Linked DNA regions of Astyanax mexicanus: region 1 is linked to region 2. A link is a contact called in public Hi-C data. All regions are on one chromosome and are shown on one strand. Each heading gives the region's core, a stretch centred on a gene start, on an enhancer-like site or on the middle of the called end of the contact. The rest is flanking DNA. Distances are from core to core; before and after follow the strand shown. Region 1 overlaps slc25a37 (solute carrier family 25 member 37). Region 2 overlaps entpd4 (ectonucleoside triphosphate diphosphohydrolase 4).

Region 1 (5,726 bases), core at 161-2,660, 81 kb before region 2:
ACAGTTAAGAAGTCAATATACATTTCAAGGTCCTGTATCTTTCAGTATTATACTATTTCAGTTCTCTTGTCATTTTTATTATTGTCCTAAATAAACAATGGAAATTACGATGAGGACATTAAAGGGTTAAACAGTATAAATAACACCTTATGATGGTTGTCATGAGCTTGAATAATGACGCCTAAATATTACAACCTTTCATTTAAATAGTTTTGACATGATTTCCAGAAGAAAAAATATATGAAATACCAGTTATGTGAGTGTTGTTGTATTATTTATGTTACACCAGGATTTAACCTTAAAATATTTACAGTCATGATACTTATTTATCACAATAAGAAAAACATGTGAACCAGCTGCTCAATTATTTCAACTGATTTAATTTTGAGTGTTCAAAAAACTCAGAACTGGGCTCCCTAAGGACCAGTTTGAGAACCACTGGTCTTTAAGGATCCAGTGGGAAAAGGTATCCTCAAGCTCCCATGTATGTCTTTTTTTTTTTAAATAAAAGGGACATAAACAAAATATAAATATAGAAAACACTTATATTACCCCTTAAGCTATAGAGGACAAATAAACAAATGGGCAAATGTTCAGAATATTCTAATCAGGTCCACTGGAGAATAAGCTACACCCTTTGAAATAAAGCCTTTATTGAGAAGGGGAGTCCTAATGAATGGGTTGGGTAATTGGCTGTGTAAATTAGGGAGAAAATGAAGAAAAAAATTTAAATAAAATTATAAACAAGAATATTTCTGGTTGGTTCTACTGCTGGACAGTATGATAAACTACCCTTTAAACCACTGCTAATTTTTAAACAGCCATTACAACGGTCTTGTTCTTTGTTTTTCATTAACAACCTGGATAAAATAAGTTATTTTTAAGCGGTTTTATTTTAGGAAGTATATTTTTACATAAGCCTATATACGAGGGCTACATGTGAAAACAAAATAAGGCAAAAATCCTAACAGTTCAACTAACGACACTTACAGCTATAGTATCTGATGAGGTATGGAACCGTGGTTTCAGCGAGTACACAGACTTTGGTCTGTGGCGCCCTCTACTGCTCTAGTGTTGCCGGCAATATGAAACCGTGCTACCCTACTGTTTCTAGTGTATATTTAAGGGTAAAAAAAGCCATATTAGAAAATGCTCCAGGCAGGTTCTGGGGGTTCTGTATTGTGTATTTTCTTTTTTTAATCTTTTGCCTGACTCTTTGTCCTGTGATCATGTTAATGTAAAGATGCTTTGTGCCAACACCAGTTGTAAAAAGCGCTGTACAAATACATTTGATTTGATTTGATTTGAATTATCATAAAAACATTTTTTTAAATGTGGGTCGGCGCATGCGCAGTGCCGGTAAGAAGCACAGTTGCCAAGCTCGCGGTTTTCCCGCCAAATTGGGGCTATTTGATCTAGGTGTGGCGGGGTGCGTTTTTTGTGCTATTTTTGCTAAAATTACCGCAGCCACCAAAAAAACGGGGTGTTCCCTGGGACGTTAGGTCAACTAAACATTCAAAGTCGAAAAGAGGAAGGAGGGAGGGAGAGAGAGACAGAGAGAGAATCACAGTGTAACCACATTCACAAGGCGATGAAAAAAATGTTAAAGAGTAGAGAAGAGAGTTCAGGAGGGGCACGGAGTAAGTAAAATTCATTTTTTGGTTAATTATGTTATCATAAGTCGTACTTTCATAGTTGTTTTGTCATTTGCTTCGCACGTGTGAGAGACATATATTTTTGGCTTATATTTTTGTAGGACCTGGCAACCCTGGTAAGAAGCATATATGGGTAGCATACCTCAACAGAACACCGGTCGCGGATATTTTTAGGTATGTCTTTGTACAGTTTAGAAATGTACCTAACGTAAGTTTCGTCTGAAAACAATGGAAGAGCAAGCATTCAATCAGAAATAGTTTCCCTGTTGTATCTGGGCAGAAAAAGCAAAGCGAGCTCTCAGATTGGTTCTCAATTTTTTTTTTTTTTTTTACATTAAATGTCACTTTAGGGTTTCAGGTGTCAATCAGTTAAAAAAAAAGTTGTACAATGGCGTGAAAAAGTATTTTCCCAATTTCTAAACAAGCTCTAATATCAGACAAAGATAAATATAAAAGCACTTTTTAAATGATAATTTAATTCAATAAAGGAAAACAAATATCCAAACCAATCTAGCCCTGTGTGAAAAGGTGTTTGCTCCACCCTTGTGTCACCCTTGACGGCAACTGCACTCAAGCTTTAGCAAAATCTGCCAATGTGTCTTTTACATTTCTGTGGAGGAATTTTGGCCGACTGTTCTTCGGAGAATCAGCCACATTAGAGGTTTTTCAAACAAGAATGTCCTGTTTAAGATCATCCACAGCATCTCAATCAGACTTTGACTAGGCCACTCTAAAACCTTTATTTAGTTTTTTTTAAGCCCTTTAAATGTTTGTGTTTTGGATCATTGTCCTGCTGCAGAACCCAAGTATACCTGAGCTTGAGGTCATGAACAGATATTCTCATTCAGGATTGTCTGATAAAAAGCAGAAGGCAAGTAAGACCTGCAGTTCTTTAAACGTTCTTGGTTCTATTGTGACCTCCTGGATAGGTTTGCATGCCCTTCTGAAGTAACTTTGGTAGGCTGGTGACTCCTGGGAAGGTTCACCAGTGTTCTGTGTTTTCTCCATTTGTGAATAATTATATTTATATTAACACATTATATTTGTCTAATATTAAAGTCCGTTTGATAAAATGAAAAATGTAAGTGTGACAAAAATGCAAACACACAAGAAATCTGTAGGGGGGCAAATACATTTCAAGCCACTGTACATTACGACAGCGTTTTAGGGTCACTTTTTTAAAATATATTTAACTGTTAACTCTGAGAATAAAGTCACAATATTACAAGATTAAAGTCATAATATTACAATAATAAAATTGTAATATTAAATGGTTGCACGAGTTTACTCTTTTACAATTAGAAATGACCATACGCACCTCCCTAAAAAGCCAGTAAACCAATCTGAACAATTTATTAAATAAAGAAATAAATGCACATAACTGTTCACACACAATATTACATTGAACAGTATTAGTCTAATGCAAAAAAAAAACAACTCAAAGCAGTTCAGTTAAATAACTTTTTTTATTTCAGCTCCAGTGTTACAAACTGTAGCAGCATTTTCACAAATCAATCAACATTTTGCTTCTACATTGTGTTCTCCGTTGTAAAGTATCTTTAGTACTCTAGATGGCACTGTGTGTTTAATGTTCCTTCTGGTATTGTGCGCAGAGAAAGCAGCTGTATCTAATGTTTGGAAATCTCTTCAGTGGTGGGGACTATGGTTCAGTTGCTAATAGGAACGAAACTGGGACAGAAAGACATTAATGTGTACTTTCCTACAGAAAATATCGTAGTTAGTAGTAGTGGCGTTTAACACAAGAAAGAGAAGAGCCAAAGAGAATCACAATGATTAAACATGGGTTAGTCAACACATGCCGCTGACTAGCCTAAAGCAGTCTGACAGCAGATATAATATAAAAGTGATAAACGTGTAGAGCAAGAAATAATTAGGGTTTGTGCAGTTATTACAATAAATTATACAGCCATTCTTAGGCATACTCCTCCAGGCATACCCATGTTATATGGGCTAAAAAGCAGCTGTATAGCTAAAAGCAGATGTATGGCTTCATGGCCACTATACATTTAGCTAAATGCAAGTCCACAAACAAACACACACACAAAAAGCAATTTCAGGTTCCCTATATAAGGGACTAATGATCAGGACTATTGCAGAGGAACTCACCTACACAAAAAAAGGAAGAAAGATAGATAAAAATGCTAACAATAAATGGAATGGGTGTGATTAGCTGCTAACTAGCATTAGGCAAATTGATTAATGCTAATTAGGTGCTCCTAGTTTCTATTCATTGTAAGACATGTTAGCCATATTAACATACTTGCTTATTCTTCTATTCCTTTAAATATTATTACATTAAACCTCTCTCGAGTTTCTGAGTGATATTTTTTCATTTGTTTTATTTTTTAAAATATATATATAAAGCTATACTATGTGTGTGAGTGAGCAATCTTTGGGTCTTTGAGTTTAAAGTAATTACGCAACTTCAAAAATGCATTAGCGAATAAAAAAATAAACCAGTTAGCGTTTAATCAAAAGGCAAACAAACAAAGAAATCTTGAAGATTCCGGTGGAATTTAGAGAATTTAGAGGAACGTCTAACACTTCCGAGCTGTTTGGGGACAGAAGTCTGAAAAAAAGGGAGGCAAGGAGAACATCAAGTGTAGAACAGAGGAAAGACACTCTGCAAAACCAGCTAATCAAGTCTCCAGAACATCTTTTCAAAGGAAGGGCATTGCTGCTGGTAATCCTTCGTTATTATGAGATAAAGCTGCATAGATCATAAAAAAAATGCATCCAATCCACACAGTCCACAGGTCAGTGGAATGGCTGTTTCATGGTGTGCTAAAATATTATAGTACTTCTGACTTGCTACAAGGTCAGTTTCATACATTACTTCCAATCATTGGTCATTACTATACATGTACACATGAACAATATCTCAGAATCTATACATGAATATTAATTAGCAGAATATACAAAAACTCAAAACCTAGGAATCGACCAATATACCAGATTGCATTTTTTTTTAAATCACAAATTTATCGCAAAATAAATTTAGCAAATAATATTTGCGCCAATATTTCATCCTCTAATATTTATGACATCTAGCTCTTCATAGTAAATTCAGTGTCAGTGATGGAAATGTCCACAATGGCCATGCCATTACAATAGTAAAAAAAAAACAACATGTGAGATGTGTCAAGCTGCAAAATGCATCCGTGCATTAGTTGAGTGAGTCTTTAAACACTCTTGATGCCCCACTGGGACCAGCATACACACATGCTCTAAAATAAGAGCTAAAAATCCAAATAAAAATCTGAACAACAAAAAAAAGCAGGTAACGCAGTCACCTCTCATTAATATAATACAATATGTACAATATATATCACTTCCATAGACTTTATAGTTGTGCGTAATTTCAATGCAAAGCATTCACTGCTCAAAAATGGCAAACTTTTGAGCCAAGTCGACATCCATTACGAATGGAAGAATGAATCTAGATCCAGGATCTAGAGACTCACAGGCTTTGCTCTACAATAAAGACAAAATACTCTTGTTGTCCTGCATATTTTCAAAGAGGTCAAGCGTACCTTATTATGGAGTGCACTAAAAATATCAGTCAAGGCTTGTTTTTTTTTTTAATAATCCTATGCGCATCAACGCGTAGGTAAATATTCTCTAGGAAGCATCGTTTCAATGTACAGGGCACAGATACCTAGTTTTTACCTAGGTTGTTCAAATTTGTGGTGCACTTCAGGTGTAAAATGACATTCAACACTCAAGTCACAGGTGTTGCAGCTTTAGGTTTAGGAACGTTATTATGTAGAAGCCTATATAGTCTACATAGATATTTTGAACATGTAGCTACTAATTTCCAAACCCCCTTATTACTGTAAGCGGGTCACAAGAAGGGAGATCGTCACAATTTATGGAGGTAACAATAGCGCATAAAGTAGCTACTCCCATTTCAATCATTTATAAGATTTTTTTATCCAGTGCAAATCATTGTAACTTTTTACAGATATCCTGTAGTATACACACATTACTCCACCTCCCCATTTAAAACTAATCATGACAATGTTAAAGCAAGTCAAACACACCTACATC
Region 2 (5,491 bases), core at 2,984-5,483:
TTGTCGTACACAAGCAGCGCAGTCTTCAGGTTGTCGTACTCCATAGGAAAGGAGAAAGCGGAGTGGAACACCTCGTACACCCATGCAGACTTAAAGCACTGGTACCTGCTCAGAAAAAAGATAGAGAGAGAGAGAGAGAGAGATCCTGTTTCCCCTGTACTTTGGTTCTTTAGCGCATTCTAGCATGTTAATCTAGTGTGTGGGCGGAAAGGCATGCAGCTGGAACATACTTAAGCCTGTGTAGGTCAGCATGGGAAGCATAGAGGCCACGGTCAAAGCGTTCTTTAAGAACCCTCCACTGGGTGGCACAGTAATCCTGCAAACAACATTTCACAGTGACACAGTTACACAGAATTTAGATTTAAAAAAATGCATAAATTTGTATTACACTTTTTGTATGTTATTTAGGGGTGAAACAATTACTCGAGTAATTAGAGTTACTCGATTCAAATAATTGAGTAATTTTCTGTGCCTCGAGTAATCGTGTATTTAATTAAAAAACTCAGTGTGAGGTAATTTGCGCTGTTATTGTGTAGTTTGAAGCACCGAGGGAAGAGAGCGACAGCTAACGAGGAAAAAGGGCAATAATAATGGAGCATTTTAAGCTGGACAGCGTGTATTTGGTGCAGCGTGGCTCTTGCCTCCCACAACAGCAGGTTTTATTGCTGAACCCTCTCAGCCGAGGACACGTTAGCGGTGGAGCAGAGAGAAGGTTAATATAACTCATAACAAATCAATGAGATTAACATTAATGTACCTTAATAACACAACGACAGTGCTGTGGAGTGCTGACTATTAGAAATACCGTCTAATGTGTGTTTAGTTTATAAAAAGAGACAATTCTGGACTTAATACAGGCTTAACACAGCGCTAAGGATTTTATAAACAAATACATGTCACCGGCTTGGTGAGACAAACTGGCAACATCTCTGCTGTTCAAAAGCTAAAATGCACAATATAATGCAAATTTTCATATAGTATAGTTTTGATACTTACAAAAATTTTTAATTTAATTTAATAATTAGTACTTTAATAAATTATTATTATTCCTTTATTTATTTCTATTTGTGTTTGCAGTTTGGAAATGTATGTTGTGAATTTAAAAATATAACATCTAAAAAAGGAAATCAATTGGTCATTCATTATTAAGTGAAATGCCTTGTTTTCTCTTGTGTACTTTTAATTACTCTTTAAGCAAACAAATATGTTTCATCCGATTACTCGAATCGATTTTTCAGTAGAGTACTTGATTAGTAAAATAATCGATAGCTGCTGCCCTAACATTATTAACAGACTGTGACACATGGTGTACTAGGGATGAACAATATACTGTCTGTCACGTAATTATTGCTTTACTGTTAAAGCATTAAGAGATAAAGATCCATTTCCTGCTTCGGCTGAAAAATAAAAGTTATATTCTATTATTATAAGGCACACTTAAGATACTTAAATTTTCCCCAAAATTGTCAGTGCACCTTACGTATGAATAATCTGGTGCACCTTTTGTTTGAATTTGACCAATCAGGTTGTAAGGAGCAGTAAAGCCACTCTACTGAAAAGCAGCGTCATACAGGAGTTTCAGTTTAGTTCACGCTTTGGCTGTTCAGAGGTGAGTATTATTGGTCTGTAATCTGTTGCCCTTTTCTTAACTGAGCTTTGCCCTCCTAGCGGCAAGACTTGCTGAATAAGAAGGGAAACATGGCAAAACCCCCCTTCCTAATAAGTGCCGCGCAGAATCCGCCTTATATTCCTGAGGCCTGTTTTAATTGCAAATAATGCACGTGTTTTTGCATTAGTGTGCCATCATATTACGATTATACTGTATTAGTGGCACAAATTTGTTTAAAATGACAATAATATTGTTTATCACACTTATTTATAGCACAATATATCACTTAGCCAAAAAAGTTATTGTGACAGGTAAGGTCAAACCGAGCTGTACTAAACTTTTAACCCACCAAAATACTGAGCCTACCTTAGCAGCCTTAGCATACTTTGTGGAGTTGTAGTTGCCCCCCATGCGCAGCACATCCTCTGTACAGTAGTAGAACTCAGAGAAGCCATAGAACTGGCTGTTGGTGAAGTCTATAGGGGGCTGGTAGACCCCGTTCAGTGATGTGCTGGTCTCGTTGGTGTGGTTAAGAAAAGGCTGGAGCAGCAAACGGCAACGATCGAAATCTCCGGTTCCACGGAGGTAAAGCCTCTGGCCAGTGGGACCCACCTCATCCTGGAGGTCAGTAGGCATACAGGGGTCAAGTAAAGGTGAGTCAGGGGTCTCACCACGATGCTGATCCAAGAGCCTGCAGAAAAAAAAAAAAGGCAGATAAGATCAGAAATATGCAATATAATTCTGCATTCAAGTGGTGGAGGAAACAGGGAAATACCATTTGCACTGTTTACATTTGTCTGTAAATTGCACTTAATTTATTTGTCAGAAAAATAATCTATGAATAAATAAAATTCCACAACTGTATTTTTATGTTGTCAGTAAACACTCTTACTTGTTCTGAAGGACAGTGTTGCTCACAAGCTGTTCCTCATATCTCTGTCGGGCAGCATTCCCACCGAACCCCAGAAAGGTTGAGACGTAAACACGGTAAACGTGTTCTGTACGATGAGCATCGCACCCCAGGTTAAACTCGGCCAGCAAGTTTTTCGCCACATCCTCCTGTAAATGCATATGGAAGCACACATGCGGGGAGATGGACACGTCTCAGCTTGCTTGGAGTCAGATAAAAATGCATTATAAAATCGCTTGCTGGGTTATTGTAGGCACACTACAAGCCATTAATCAGCAAAACAATGTAAAGCTTTAATAAGCAGCTTCACATGAGCCGTTTTATTGATTAGACGAACTCAATATAGAAATGTTTGGCATAAAACAGAGAAAACGTAAAGATAAATATATCTTGCCCTTCAGTCATGTAAAAAACAAAAAGACAATATCATTGAGAACCTTTGTCTTTTTAACATTTAAACAAATATGAGGTACTAAGATAAAAACACATTTTGCAGAAGACTAGAACATGGTTACCCTCTGCTGACACTGGCAGGTGACAGAGCGAATCTTTTCCTGTGGGAGGGGACCGATTTAAGAGCGAAGCTGAGATTTTCTTAACTTGAAATTAATTATGGCGCACTGAAGTGACTTTTTTCATATCCTGATCAGTGTAGTTCTAAATACAACAGATATGATTATAGCCATTGATTTTTCCTTTCCTATAATATATGATGCCTATTTGCTCAAATATTGGGGCAATTTGAAGAAAGATGAAGCATGAATTAACACAGCTGACAACTCGATATGTTAGACTTGAACAAGCATAAAACTGAAGAATAATCTTTTTATATATGGAAATGTTAAAATTCGAATGATTGTTAGTTTTTTTTTTATGTGTCACTACACTGTCACTAAAAGTAAAAATGTATATTAGTTAGGTAAATAGTAAATGGAAAATAAGCTAAAGCATCAGCCTATACATTTTTGGTCTGTATTGATTAGTTTAAATGCAAGACTTTATTATGAGATTTTTTTCCTTTTTCATCATTATTTATTTTTATTACTTTCTTATGCATGTATACATTTTGCAAAACAGAACTAAATCAAACCAAACTAAACAAACTTGGCATAATGTGAGCGAATTATCACCTGCCAGGGTGAATGTGGTATTATTAGGAGGTTTTTAGAGGACCCTCTCTTATTTAAAATTAAGACATTTAGATTGGGTTGAAAATTATATAAAAATATTAATATGTTTACAAAATGTTTAAAGATAAATTCAAAGGATGTCAATGGATGTCCTAATTTTTAAAACATGACCAAATATTAACAAAAGTTACCCTTCAGGAAGGGCCTTACGAATATGACTAAAACATCCTGTTCTTAGTTGATCAGGAAATGGAAAAAAAGTAAAGGAAAAGCAAAACTTACAGCCAAAGTTCTGGAAATAAGCCATGAAATCTCTCCCCATGTGCAATACCAAAAAGAAATCAAAACACCACAAACACACTACAAACATGCTGAACCAAAAAGCAGATCACTCCACAGTTTTCATTCTGTGCTCTTTTAGAAAATGATTAGGCCTAGTACCATCACACACAGTGGAGCCCCCATGCAGTCGGCTGAACTTAACACAGAGCCTCACTTCTATGGGCCTTTTCTGTCCATAGGGAAGGGCAAGGTAAGATAACCAGGTACCAGAGAGGTGAAAGGAAAGGGGGTGAGTGACCAAACCAAGCTTTTTGGCTTTAAGAATGGAAATTGTTTAGATAATAACCTGTTGTGGAGAAGCAAAGCTTACAGTTTTGGGCACTTCGTATGCTATCTGAGTGGAGACCCCGCCCATGTCCAGCACTCCAGCCGTGCGTCTGCGCACCAGCGTCTCCTGCTGGTCACCACCGGGAACCTGCACCTCCACAACAGCATCCTGATCTGTAAAGACAGAAGCAGGTCATAAAATATGAGAAGCAAAAAAGAAAATGATTTGACAATAATTATATAAATCAATTAATTTATAGAGCACTCGTCATACATGCAGCAGATAAAAACACTTGAAAAAAAAATGTAATTATTATATTGTTTTATAATGTTTCTTGAATGTGTGTATTAAACTGGGATTAATAGTAATGGAATGAAAAGGCTGAATAGTTAAAATCAAATAATGTCTAATTGATTTTAGATAGTTTTCCAATGTTTCCTCTAGAATTTCTTTCAGCAGCGATGACACTTTACTAGATTCCAAGAGACAAAACGGAGCCAAAAGGGCAAAAACAGACAGGAGGGCTCCCTATTTAAGGGCTGCAGGCTTGCATTATAATTGCAACTTCATGATGTTTCATAAAAATACATACATATTTTTTTCTTAAAAGGAACCACCACTAAAAACAATGTGTAGAATACTGTGCTCTTGTGGTATGTCTGCTAGGACGTTAAAAATGACCAATGTTCAATAAATATATTTATATTATTATTGTAGTTTTGTAAATGTTTTTGTTGTAAAGCAAGACAAAATACATTTAATACATTTGTTTTTTCAATTCATGCATTGGTAAAAAGTGGCAAAATAAACAAAAAACAGCTTTAAAAAAAAAAAAAAGTATTTTGGTATTAGGCCTTAAAACTTTTGCTTTGTCTATTTGGTGCATCACTACTAAATTCAGATTTAATTTTTGAGAAACAAAATTACAACTATCTATCAGGAAAAGTTTTCTAAAACAAGTATTCTTCCACTAATTACACTTACTAGAAAAATAAATAGTGAACATTACATGGTCAGAGTTCCAGAAAACTCCTTTAATATTCTTTAAAAACTGACAACATACCAAAAGTCATGAGACAGCATTATGTAGCAGTTTGAGTGGGGCCGAAAAGTGGGCGCCAGATGATTGTAACATTTCATCCATGAAGTTGTGCAGGCATTTTAGTTTCTTCAATCTGCAGTGTTGTGTGTACCAGGACTACATCATAGAAAGCATTATGAGCCACAGTGGC

What was found. A called contact is a pair of places that touch in the nucleus more often than the background predicts.
Region 1: a contact with region 2 is called in a Hi-C map of blood, with 3 times the contacts expected there. The contact joins two enhancer-like sites. A contact is called at or near these places in 2 of 3 Hi-C or Micro-C datasets (blood and muscle).

The regions. Positions count from the first base shown.
Region 1 is chr12:26,059,060-26,064,785 of AstMex3_surface, reverse strand. It overlaps slc25a37 (solute carrier family 25 member 37), which reads right to left. Exons shown (of 4, transcript XM_007235226.4): 4 at 3,103-5,726. Among protein-coding and RNA genes, the nearest start is that of nkx3-1, 21 kb to the left of the region's middle. Within about 2 kb of position 1,410, the one cell type or tissue checked has an H3K27ac peak away from gene starts, as active enhancers do.
Region 2 is chr12:25,981,098-25,986,588 of AstMex3_surface, reverse strand. It overlaps entpd4 (ectonucleoside triphosphate diphosphohydrolase 4), which reads right to left. Exons shown (of 13, transcript XM_007235229.4): 8 at 4,302-4,432; 9 at 2,502-2,668; 10 at 1,976-2,300; 11 at 231-316; 12 at 1-105. Among protein-coding and RNA genes, the nearest start is that of entpd4, 8.1 kb to the right of the region's middle. Within about 2 kb of position 4,233, the one cell type or tissue checked has an H3K27ac peak away from gene starts, as active enhancers do.